Regions from separate parts of the Zea mays genome. Here region 2 is linked to region 1. A link is a contact called in public Hi-C data. All regions are on one chromosome and are shown on one strand. The core of a region is the stretch at or near the end of the contact, and the rest is flanking DNA. Distances in the headings are between cores, read along the strand shown. Region 1 holds the start of LOC100191673 (signal recognition particle receptor homolog 1). Region 2 holds the start of LOC103630556 (mediator of RNA polymerase II transcription subunit 12-like).

The links. Hi-C and Micro-C count contacts between places; a contact is called where the count stands out from the background.
Region 2: a contact with region 1 is called in a Hi-C map of leaf, with 1.8 times the contacts expected there. The contact joins the promoter of LOC103630556 here to the promoter of LOC100191673 in region 1. A contact is called at or near these places in 4 of 25 Hi-C or Micro-C datasets (endosperm, leaf and tassel).

What each region holds. Positions count from the first base shown.
Region 1 is chr1:2,020,764-2,027,308 of Zm-B73-REFERENCE-NAM-5.0, reverse strand. It overlaps LOC100191673 (signal recognition particle receptor homolog 1), which reads left to right and starts at 2,461. Exons shown (of 10, transcript NM_001137102.1): 1 at 2,461-2,519; 2 at 2,786-3,785; 3 at 4,086-4,170; 4 at 4,257-4,352; 5 at 4,461-4,613; 6 at 4,709-4,816. The coding sequence starts at 2,806.
Region 2 is chr1:2,157,941-2,164,485 of Zm-B73-REFERENCE-NAM-5.0, reverse strand. LOC103630556 (mediator of RNA polymerase II transcription subunit 12-like) reads left to right here and starts at 3,460. Exons shown (of 12, transcript NM_001319720.1): 1 at 3,460-3,560; 2 at 4,520-4,579; 3 at 4,832-4,937; 4 at 5,147-5,218. The coding sequence starts at 3,460.

The sequences.
Region 1 (6,545 bases), core at 1,212-3,711:
CGACCATCTACTCAGCTCACTAGCTTTTCTCCATATAGGAGACTTCCCTTGTAACCCACCACATAAAGATTCACACTAGGAAGTAGGGTGTTACACATCTCAAAGCAGCCCGAACGTGTAAAAAATCGCATGTCATCTCTCGTGCATCTCGCACGAACCATTGAGGTATAGTCAACAACACCGTCCTACCCAAAAGCACCGCGAGGGGTAACCATTGGTGTGCGGTCGGGCTCCAAACACCGATAGCAGCCTACTGTTGCTGGCTAGATTTTCAGTAGCGCACTGGACTGTCCAGTGATCTCGCAGATATGGAAGTTTTTTAGATCACTTGTAAAGAAGGCAACGACCTCTAAGCCTCTTGGGGCTATAAAAGGAAGCCCTAGGCGCCCTCTCATGGTACCAAGCACCACACTCCGAGACTCTGCGACCACACCGTTCAATGATTTGAGAGAGATTTGAGCTTATTTCTGGGCTGTTACTATGTCGTTTTGTAGTTGCGCTCTTGTCTTTGCTTTTTGTGCGTGTTGTTGATGCGTTGTGTAGTTCTGCGTGTTCTAACTCACTCTCTTACTCTGATTTTGATTGTGATAAAATTGTGGAGATTCCTCACAGATGAGTTGAGATATAAGGAAGAATATCGTGACACTCAAGTTTGATCTTTGGGTCACTTGAGAGCGGTTGAGTGCAACCATTGACCAAAGGAGGTCACCATAATATGGTGTAGACTTTGGCCGAACCATGAGAAAATCGTCGTGTCTTTTGTCTATTTTACTTTATTGCAATTTCTATCTTACTTAGTGCTTAAACTTCACTTATATATTGCTCCTAGTTTAATACACATCTAAAAAAACAATCAAACGAAGAATACGTTTTTCTCTCATTTTCTCATTTAAATTTGGTTTTAGTTTAGGGGGTGTTTGGTTAGAGGGACTAAAGATTAGTCTCTAGTTTTTAGTCCCATTTAGTCTCTTTTTTTGTCAAACACTATGACTAAAATTTGGACTATAATGATTTAGTCTTAAGTCCTTCACATATGTGCTAAAAGGGACTAAACCATATTAATTCCACATTTACCCCTCGTTTAGTTCAATTGTACTAATAACAGGAGAATGTTAAATACCATTTTAGTTTTCTTATGAGTCATTTAGTATATTCTTACTATTTTTAGTCCCTAAAAACAAATATGTTAGAGACTAAACTTCAGTCCCTAGACTAAAGAAACCAAACATGGCCTTACTCTAACACCTTTTATATATCAAATTTTTATTGTTTGAAGCATTTTTTAAGGATCACCTATTCACCCTTCTCTTAGATGCTTTTATAGTGTGTTTAGTTGTAATGACACAACGTGATGAGATAGGATGAATTCTTAAATAAGGTTGTTTAGTTTGGAATCAGGGTTAGAACATGACTATTTCAGTGTTATTTTCAGTTATTTCTTAAAATTGGAGGGACAAGAGAGGATGTTCTGTGTGTCACCAGCCGTCCCGCGACCCAGCGTACACCATCAAAGGTACGTATGTGGTGAAAATAAAATCTCACGGGCACCGTCCCACACACGGATAGCCGCTTAGGCTATCCGCAACCGTTACCCCTAAATTTTTTCCCCTATATCACTTTTCCCCTTATTTCCCCCTATTTTTTCATCTCCCACAGCGATTCCCCCTAAATACTCCCCTATACCCCACTACAACTATAAAATATCATTTTCTATATCAACTATCAATTTTTATCTACTAACAATTACTCGTGGACCCACAGCATAATGTTTAGGGTGATGAACAATGATACGCTAGATCTGGGGGGAGAGAATGGTGCCGACACGTAGCGGGCGCTGTAGGGGACACCGCTGCGGCCGTAGGGTGCCCCCTACCGCCGGCATGCAAGGAGAGGTGGATTGCAAGGGGCAGCGTTGCGCATAGCCTTAGCTCAAGCTCCTCAATGGCCACGTCCTTTTGTTTTTCATTTTTTTTGAACGAAAATATATGTCCGTTCATCACCGAGATGTCCGACTGCATCCAACCGACTAACCACTAGTGATAATGAGATTATGAGAACGTGTAAACAAGCTCCAGTTTTCAGGGTTGTTATTCCTTCACTTTCGTTTAAATCCCTTCCCTTTCGTTTAAAATGATGAAAAGTGTAAAATTATGTATAGGTTTAGATTCAAACTATAATTGCTGGTTCAAACCTATATTTATACCTACATAATCAATAAAAATATAAATAGAAATCGGTAGCAAGATATAGAAGTAGTATAAAGTTTGAATTATATATGCGGTGACATGGACCGATGGACGGGTTTGTTGACCATTGACCGAGCCGCGTTTGCCTCCGCCTTCGAGGAAGCGGATACTAGACGCGCAAAATAATAATAATAATATATTATTATTATTATTATTAATATTAATAGGGTTCCAGTCCACTCCATCGCCAAGGGCCCAAGGCTTCTCTATCTAGGGATTCATCTTCCTCTCGTCTTCCCTCTTCCTCTCCGAGGATACAAGGCGCCGTCCCAGGTACGCTACGAACCAACCCCCGATCGACCGGATCAGTATCATATCCAACTGTAGAGTAGGGAGAATCAGTCAAATTCCCCCGTTGTAGCTGTAGGCTTGGCGTTGCTGCTCGATCGCGCTCCTGTCTAGATCCAGGGGCAATCCCCCTTATCAATTACAACTGGGACTGGTTCGTTCTAATTGGATTAGATCCTGATCGGCAAATCCATTCATGCTATATACGATATGATATGAAATTGATGATGATTCGTCGGTCGGATCCGCAGGTAGAGGTAGGGTCGCCACCATGCTGGAGGAGCTGCTCATCTTCACCCGGGGCGGCCTCATCCTGTGGTCGTCCTGCCGGGCGCTCGGCGCCGCAGCCCTCAAGGGCTCCCCCATCGACGCCCTCATCCGCTCCTGTCTCCTCGAGGAGCGATCCGCCGACGCCAGCTTCTCCCAGGACAATTACGCCCTCAAGTGGACCTTCCACAACGACCTCGGCCTTGTCTTCGTCGCCGTATACCAGAAGATACTCCACCTCCTCTACGTCGACGATCTCCTCGCCGCCGTCCGCAAGGAGTTCTCCCAGATCTACGACCCCAAGCGCACCTCCTACGATGACTTTGGGGACATCTTCCGCCAGCTCCACCGCGAGGCCGAGGCGCGCACCGAGGAAATGAAGAAGTCCAAGCAGGCCCTCTCGTCCCGTCCGCAGCCTGCTCTCACCCAGAAGAAGCCTGGTCCCAAGGGCCGCGGCGGTGATTCCCGCGGCGGCGCTGCTAACAAGGGCGGCTCTGGTGCCAAGGATGACTCTGATGGCGACGGCTATGGCAACCAGGACCACCGTACTCTGGCAAATGGTGCCTTCAAGGGCCAAGAGAATGGCGTCCGCAAGGAGAATTCTTCTCATGGCCGCACTGTTGTTGTCAAGGGAAAGGAGAATGGGGCCCCCAAGGATGAAGGGGCCTTCGATGTAAGTAAACTACAGAAGCTACGGGCCAACAAGAAGAATGGTGCCACTGACAATGGAACCAAGAAGCTGACCAAACCTGACATAAAGAAGAAAGGGAAGCAAGATAGGGTGTGGGACGACAAACCTTCCAACAAGAAGCTGGATTTTACAGACCCGGCAGACGAGAGAGGGGACGAGGTGGCAGACAATGTGGCGGTCATCGAGGGAGAAAGCATGATGGATAAGGATGAGGATCTGAGCAGCGACAGCGAGGACGAAGAGGTGGAAGATGGACCCAAAAAGAAAGGATGGTTCTCATCAATGTTCCAGAGGTAATCCACACACATGCTCCCATGTCTAGTGTTCTATCATATGTAGTAGCTTGTAAATATGGATAAGGATATATAGCCTAGACTCAATCATGATGATGACAATAGATTATGTGATGGCTGCTGTGTTTTCCCCACCTGCAATCTTTCATCCTTATTATTTTTGGCTTCTGGCACCAAATAAACAGCTCATATGCTGGCTTTTGTTTCTCTTCAACATATTGCATTATGCTTTTAACTTGTATATGATTTACAATCTATGTGCATATCCTGTAATATAATACATTGCACTTGTGTGCTCAGTATTTCTGGTAACAATGTATTGGAGAAGTCTGATCTGCAGCCTGCGCTCAAAGCTCTCAAAGATAGGCTGATGGCAAAGAACGTGGTATGTGTATATTCTGTAGGTGTTCATTTGATATACTTAATAGATATTCTTTTTCTGTCTGTCTGAAGAAGGCTAGCCTTATGCAGGCAGAGGAAATTGCAGAGAAGCTTTGCGAATCTGTCGCAGCTAGCCTTGAGGGCAAGAAGCTAGGATCTTTCACTAGAATATCATCAACAGTCCAGGTTTTTAGCATATCTTCTCATAAAAAAATATCTTCATCTTCTTATATCATCTAAATCTAAGCATCTTATAGGTTGGTAATATGCTTCATTTGATGGTTACTCCTGCAGACAGCTATGGAGGATGCGCTTCTTCGTATTTTGACCCCAAGGCGCTCTATTGACATACTGAGGGACGTGCACGCTGCCAAGGAGCGTGGGAGGCCATATGTTATTGTTTTTGTTGGGGTGAATGGAGTTGGCAAATCCACCAATCTTGCAAAGGTATGCATTTCCAGGCATCACACCACTACCATAAAAAGAAAACAAGAAACTTTCATTGGGATATTTATTCATTGTCTGCATTTGGAACTTCACAGGTTGCTTATTGGCTTCTTCAGCATAACCTCAGTGTTACACTTGCAGCATGTGACACCTTCAGATCTGGTGCTGTTGAGCAGCTGAGAACTCATGCAAGGAGGCTTCAGGTATCGATCAAACTATCTAAGTGCTGTCCAATAATCCAATGACCACACTACCATGTTCTCTTTGTCACCAGTTATGGAATCGAATTCTGTTTGACAGTTTATTCTTTATTTGTTTTGTGAAAGAGTAGTTTTAAAATTGTAAATTTGCCATACTGGAGTTTATATTTCTTTCTGAACTAGCACTTGTTTTTATCACGAAGCCAAGAAAAAAAATCTCCTAGTTCATTTTATCTTACTGCTTATCCCCCATAGTGTGGGGAAGGGTATATGCTGCGTTTGCGCTCCAGTTTTTTAGTACATTTTTTTGTCGGTCTAACACTAAAATTTGGCCATACCGTGCAAAACTATGCCATTTTTTGACCTAATGACATGTAACATCTATCAAGTCGTAACTGCCCCACCATGTTTTTAAGACATAACAGGAGATGCAGACTCCTATTGATTCTATACAGCAAATGAAATGTAACGTTTTTCGAACTGTATTTGCCTTATCATTTTTTTAAATGAAACAGGAGGGGCACACCCTATGTTTTTTTCGAGCGACTAATCGGCCCTAATCGTCGACTAGTCGGACGACCAGGGCGATTAGGTACTCTAGTCGAGTCGGCTGCCTAATCGAGCTCTGCTAACCGACTAGCCCGACTAATCGCGACTAATCGCGATTAGTCGGACGATTTGAAAACACAGGGCACACCCTTATTTATTATACATAGCAAAGAGAACAAGAGCTTATGTACAGTTAAAATAAAATAAAATTACAGAGCAACTAGCCACTGTGGGATTCTAGGGAAGTACCTAAATTTTGCTCTATGGGTCAATGTTTTAAAGTCGACAAGTCGATTCAAGTCATCTGAGCAGCGATAAGGTGACTAATTGTGATTAGTCGAACCTAGTCGACTCCTAGTCGTCCACCTATACTAGGACCATGTATGTATATATACATATATATGTGCGTATACACACACATGTGTGTGTGTCCATAGCAGCATGATAGGTTAAAATGCATCATGTTGTTCTGTGACTAAAAAAACAATTAAGGCAGGCCACTAGAAGGTTGTTGTGCTAATCAAGCATATCACAAGAGTTTGTCTCCCTTTGGATCAGAACCCAGTACACCCACCTTACACCGGGCATGAGGGACTCCATTCTCTGGAGATGGACGACAAACGGAACATACTCCACTCACTCAGCATACCGTGTCCAGTTTAGAGGCTCATTCGAGCCTTTCCAGTCAGGCCTAATTTGGAGAGCACGTGCTGAAAACAAGTTCAAGGTTTTCGCATGGACAATGGCAAGGGAGAAAGTACTCACCACGGACAAATTACAAAAAAGGGGTTGGCCTCACCAAGATCACTGCGCTCTATGTAATGGGCCACTGGAGACATGTATCCATTTGGCATTGCTTTGCCCTTTTGCCAAATTGGTTTGGAGACTCACCCTTGCTTGGGCGCATTTCGACGAAAATCTAATCTTTCCGTCTAAAGAACCTAGCAAGCTGATCCGGTGGTGGGAGGCATCCCAAACCAAGATTCCGAAAAGTGAGAGGAGGTGATTCAATGGGGTATTGATTTACACTATTTGGAACATTCGGAAAGAACGGAACAAAAGGATCTTCACCGGCGCGTTTGAAACGGCAGCACAAGTGGCCTCTAGAGCGAAAGAGGACATCGAGCAACAAAGAAGGGCCTTAATTTGGGAAATGTAGAATCATAAGTGTTATTTTGGTTTT
Region 2 (6,545 bases), core at 2,211-4,710, 140 kb before region 1:
AATTATAGGTAGAATATGGGACAAGAGTATTTTGGGAGTTTTCTAGGATGTGAACCATGCTTAAGGGATGACATGGTTGGATAGGGAATAATTTGATAAGAATTTAGAAACGAGAATTATTGGAATATGAGTTTGGAAGCCTGGTTTGAAGGAATCTCAAAGTTAAGCGTGCTCAACTTGAGAAACCTGGGATGGGTGACTAGATGGGAAATTCCCACTGGAAGGAAAATCACAGTCACCGGAGTTAGTATGACTGGAATATTGGTCTAGCAGGTCTTAGGTGGACTAGACAGCATGATGGATGAGTATTTGAAATTTGGGGTGATCGGATGATCGATGAATAGTCCGCTTCTAGGAAAGCAAAAACTGCATCTCGGGCGGGACTGCAACAATGAGGGCATCCAACGCCCGTCGATCCTCGTGGTAGTCGACGTCGCCGTACCGAACTGCTTCCCACATGTGGCGAACCTGGAGCCGTACCTCATCACCGCGGCCCACTCGACATAGTTGGTCTTGGTGAGGGTAGACCACCCACCGCCGGGACCGATGTCCCTGATAATGTCCTGGCCCCGAGGCGACCATGGTACCGATCCGGGGAGGGAGAGCCGCGCCGCCTGTAGAGGTCGCGATCTCCGTCGACTCGGTCGCCGCCGCTGGGAGCACTGCCGGCGTGTCTACGCCCGTCTGGGCTACCGCCGCATGCGCTCTCGCCCGGAGCGTTGTCGGCGCGTCGACGCCTATCTAGGCTGCCACCACGCACGCCCATGGTGATGTGCGACTGCCCACTGTGCCACCTGCTCTCGCGCTGCTTCCCTCACCAGCCTGAGCTCTTTGTTGGTATTGTCGTCGACAGAAGCAAAGCTGTCGGCTCTACTGCCGCGTAGAGCCTCGAGCTCTGCTGCCGACGCACGTGCAGCATCCACCGCCTCCGCTGCTTCTACTTTCGCTCTCGCTGCTGCCAGTTCCGCCGCCGCCAGCCATGCTGCCCTCGCCGCTGTCGCTGCAGCCGCCGCTGCTGCTCGCTCGCGTTCTTGTGTCGCAGCGACCTCGGCCTTCTACTGGCGCCGCGCAATCGAAGTGACCAAGCGTAGGGATATGGTGGGCTAGTGAGGGCTCGCTGCGTGTGGAAGAGACTGTCTCAGACGAAAGACTGCTCGTTTGAGCAGGAGAGGAAGGAACAGTTCGAGCTCTTGCTGCCGACTGAGTGTGGGGAGAGGCGCGGGAAGGAGATGAACAAGAGATGTTTAGGATGCAGGATAGTTTGGCTCTGATATCAATTGTAAGCAACGGGACTCTTACTCTCATCGAGAGGATGACACTACGAGTTGAGACAATTTTCGTTTATTTATCACACACTTACTCAAAATGTCATACCCTTATAAGGGTTGGAGACATATATTTATAGCCCTAGGGGCTGCACTACACTGCACTACATACTACACTACACACCGCAGCACACAGGTGCTGTCCTCTAGATACTAAAGTGCTAAAGTGCAGTCAAAACTACAACTGCTGTCCTGCTGCTAAAGTGCAGTCAAAACTGCAAACACTGTCTTGCTGTTGTCTCCAACTGCTACTGTCCTGCAGGCTGCAGCAATCAAAAGACTGCTACCGTAGCGCAGTCAAAAGACTGCAACTGTTGCTGTCTCCATCTGCACTGCTGCTGTCCTATTCACCACAAAACAGAAATGTTGTTCTCCACACGAAGACCACATGACTATTCCATCACAATCATCGAAGCTTGGTTTTATAGCTAGGATCGTATTGTAGCAACTAGATAGTTTTGTTAATAATGTACGTGTAGGATTGGTAGCGGCAACACAAACTATCAAATGTTTTGTTAAGTAGTAGTTTTGTTATTATAACTCTATAGTACGTGTAGGATCAGTAGTAGCAACATAAAGAAAAAATCACTTTTTTCATATGTATATATACATACTTTCGACCGACAATAGATCTCTCGAGGAAATTGTATTGTTGTTGCATTGGTCACGTCACTCTACCGTCTCATCTACATGCTTAACGTGTAGACCTTGGGTTGAATAAATCGGGTCAAAGATTGTTTGACATGATTTTTGTTTGACTCATACATAGTGTCAATTTAGATAGATATGTCGTCGTTTTTTAGGTTGGATCGTTTTTTTGGTTTTGGATGGAGTTTTTAAGGTTTAATTAGATTTTTAAATAAAAATAAGTTTGGATCCATTTTTTTTGTTCGGTCGGGAGTTGGGATGACCATGGTTACATCTACCCACGCGACAATTCAACTGTTGTGACGGCGTGACGTTATTACTAACGGAGTCGGAGGATGAGAGGATTATAGGGTGTTTGGTTTGAGGAATGAACTATTCCATCATCTTCTCACTCCTCACTATTTTTGTTTGGTTTGTAGAATGGAATGAGTTGATCCATCACCACCTCATTCCTCATAGTTATTTAGTTAGTACTAATATGAGGAATGATGTCATCCCACCAAATTTGAGGAATGAACCCATGATGCACCACCTCAATTTGAATGTAGTGATTCCTTAATCAAACACCCCCTTAGAAGAAGGCGAAGCGACACTACAGCCATCCCGACGGGCGACGTCACGGAGATGGAGACGGACGGACGCCGCTGGGTCTGCAGGGCGAGACAGGGCAGTATCGTATGGTTTCCTTTCTTCCTCCCCAGGAGCGCAACAGCAACGCACACAGACACAGCCGCAGTGACCAGAGGAGACCAGCAGCAGGCCACCATCACCACTACCACCAGCAGCAGCAGCAACGCAGGCACGCTCCATCCACTCGTCATTCCTCCGCCCTGTTGCTCGCCTCCACCACCCTGCTCCCGACCTCGCTCCGCCACCAAACCCTAGCCTACCTGCCTTTCCCACAATCCCACCCCGTCCCCCCCCCCCCCCGACCCGAGGGCGACTCGCCCGCCATTTTCTCCGCCCGATTTTTCGGACAAGGTGAGATTCCTCCCCCCCTAAAACCCTACTCTCGGATTCGAGATCGGGCCGCGCGCGGATCTCCTCTTGACCTCTCCACTCCGCTCCCTGCCCCCTCTCCAATCGACTTCCCCTGATCCGCTGTGTATAGGGTTTCGCCACCCCGCGATCTGCCGCTCCTTAGCCGCTATACGCCTCCCCCCCTTTGGTCTTTTGATTTATCCCAACAAGAAAGATTTACTGTGCCCCGCTGACCTGACTCCTCTCCACCCTGCTGCACTGCAGTGATCGACCTCGCTTCCGACTTCTTCCCGCTCGGCCGGCGGGGGGTGGGGAGTACCAGGCCACTGCCGGCGACGCTATCTTTTCTTCTTCTCGCTCTTCCAGGCAGACAGGCTTGCCGGCCGGCGGCTGAGTGAGGACAAATAAAAGAGGCTTCCCCCACCCCGGTGCCGTCGCGGAGCGCCTTGATTCGTGCTCATGCCGGGGGCGCCGCTCAGGTGACTTGCTTGGGGGTGGGGGTGCCATGCAGAGGTATGCTGGGTTCAGCGGCAGCAGGGACGGGGCGAGGTTGGAAGCCTCACCGTTTTCGTCCTCCTCCTCCTCTGGTTACCCCGTCAGCTCCAGGTGATACTCTATCCTCCAACTCCCTTCTTTCACTGTCCAATGTGACGCACACACGGTTAGGCGTTTACAACAACAACAACAACAACGGCGGCCGCCGTTGCAACTTATTTGATTGGTTCAGTTGCTGAGTTGTGGCACAATGCAGTAATGCTTTGGATTAGGCAGTAATAATGGCATCTTGTTTTGGCAACTGTAATGTCGGGTGTTCTTAGTCGTGCACGCTGGCTCCCACGACCAAACTGCATGCATACATGCTGTACTCGGACATTTCCAAAGCTATATTGTCAAACAGTATCTGTGTTTAATCCTTATAACAAAAAGTCAAAAACTGCTAACCTTCACCACCCTAGATGTAGTCTGTCACAGACCCTTCTTCTGTTCTAACAACAACTGCCACCACAACATCAACATATATAGCTTGCAATGTGCTTTGTTCTCTATTTGTTTTGTCATTTGATTAATTTTCATGTTGAGCCTTTCCTGTTACCACCCTTATCATAGTCACATGATGTGATGCGGCCACCTGTATGAATGCATTACCTAGAGAATCATGCTTTGAAAAGTCTGAACGGCATGTTGCTGTCTACCAACTTCTCGCGAGTTATACTGGTTAGAGCAGTGTGCTTGCGGGGTCTCCCCTTGTCAGCCCCGTTTGAGTCCTGCCACAGATTCTTATTGCAATGGCTAGGTGGTGGCTTCTCCCTTGCCTTTGAGTTTTTTTTCCAATATATTTTTGTAAACTTCCCATTCCTATTGCATGTTAATAACCTAGAAGTTATGTATCACTCTATAGTTGTGCCACATTCAATTGCTTGTTTGGAATGAGGTGCTGTGGTGCGGTAGGAAGCAGTGCCGACCTCTCTTTCAGTTCTCTATTTCTTTTTTATATTTTGCCTGTGCATTTTCCCCCATGGTGATGATTCTGATACCTTTTTCTCCCTAATACCCCTGTATTTCAGGCGGCAGCAGCAGCTAACTCCGTACAAGCTAAAGTGTGACAAGGACCCACTTAATAACAAGTATGTCTGAGTTATGGACCAAAGGCAGTTCATTTCATTGGGAGAGCTAACAGATATTCTTTTATTTGCATTCTTATGTCAGACTCTCTTCCTTTTTTGGCCCTCTCTTTCAGCTGTTACATGATTTCTGCATCTAAAACAAGATTTTCACATATTGTTAGTTTAATATATAACCTAGAACTGTTGATTTGTCATAGGATATGGCTTCATTTGATCTTATACGTGCCCTCTACATTGTTATCTCTTCTGTAGGCTTGGGCCACCTGACTTCTATCCACAAACACTAAACTGTCCCGAAGAGACATTAACAAAAGACTATGTACAATATGGTTATAAGGAGACTGTTGAAGGAATTGAGGTGTGTATGGAAACAGAAGTTGTACATGACACATAATGGACATCGTGCTATTCTTTTTCCCAATGCGATCCATACTTATAGGAGTTTAGACAATCACAACATCTTATTTGTTATTGTATTCATCTGTACTTCGTTTTCACTTCACAGTTTGGACATATTCCAACAATCTTGTGCATTGACTGAAAATTAAAATTTTCTGGGCTTGATAGGAAGCAAGAGAGATTGTAATAAGTCAGATCCCATACTTCTGTAAGCCAGATGTTGTCATAAAGTGCAAGGAGGTAAGGGGAATTTACTGAACTACTTTTAAGGCTGCCATGTTTTTTATGACACAAAAGTTTGTTTTCTTGTTTGCAAGAAATGCTATTTTTGTATAAAGAGGGCAGCATCGATATTCAAGCCAAGAAAATGTTATAATTAATTATCATGTACAATTGTGTTTTTCATGGTTTCATGGCATTTGACATTTCCATCCATGCCTTTTTATAATCCAACACCAAATTGTGATTGGTTGTTCCATTTGATACTCTTCATCGATAATTGAAACAAATATTTTATTGCTTTGTACATGAAATGCGCTAGGCCGATAACACTGCATATATGTTCTACTAAATTTTGTTTACCAGTCCTAGAATATACTGCTTCTGTGGCCAGTGAACCTTGTTTAATTAAGAAGTGCTTGCTTACACCAAATGATCATAGCGGCAACTCGGTATAAACATGCACCCTGGAAAAAATTCTAGAAAGAACTTTTCATGAAAAGTTTACTTTTGGCATTTGTTGGGTACCTGTCTAAATTCTAGAAAGAACAACAACATGGCAACACCGTTAGTTTAATAATCCTCTTTCCCTTCGAAGGTCTTGGAGGAAAAAATGTACAAAATGGAGTTTTATCTCATAACAAATGTGTATAACGGGATTTATGCTTAAGATTTTGAATATGAAGTTATTTAATTGTTCTACAGTTTTGAAGGTTGTTGTTTTTAACATACATGAATATGATTGGTTGTATGGTTATCTTGTCGAGTCCTTCTCCCCTCCGAAGATGTTGAAGGGGAGAAGGAAGACTTTGTGTTCTGTGTGCCCAAAAAGCATATGAATCAAGTACAAGGATCAACAAACTAAATGAATAAATGAATGACATTGTACAAAATAGTTGATGATAATGAATCAAATTCATATAAGCAATGGCTAGGCTTAATGAACAAGTCACTTCGGATATCGGATAACAGAGGGGAGAAATATCCAAGTATACTTCGACATTATAATGCATTCAGAGGTTCTCTCGAAGATAAGATGCCACAGACGCAAGGTTACAAATGGTAGATCTTTGTAGCAGTGGTACTCTTCATCTATTTATAGGGATGAGTCTATATACACCTTCGTATGAAATTAATATATTTCCCATGTTATTACACCATAGCCTTTGCTATCGGGGGGGGGGGGCACAATTATGCCATTTTACAATACTGATGTGCCATGCACGTCTTCTTCTTGGGGATATTTTTCTTCTTCCTTATCTGTAGGCGTCGAAGCTTTGCCTTCCCTTTCTTCGACTTTGCGTAACTTTCGGCTTCGTGTAACCTTTGGCCTCTTGTAACTTTCGGC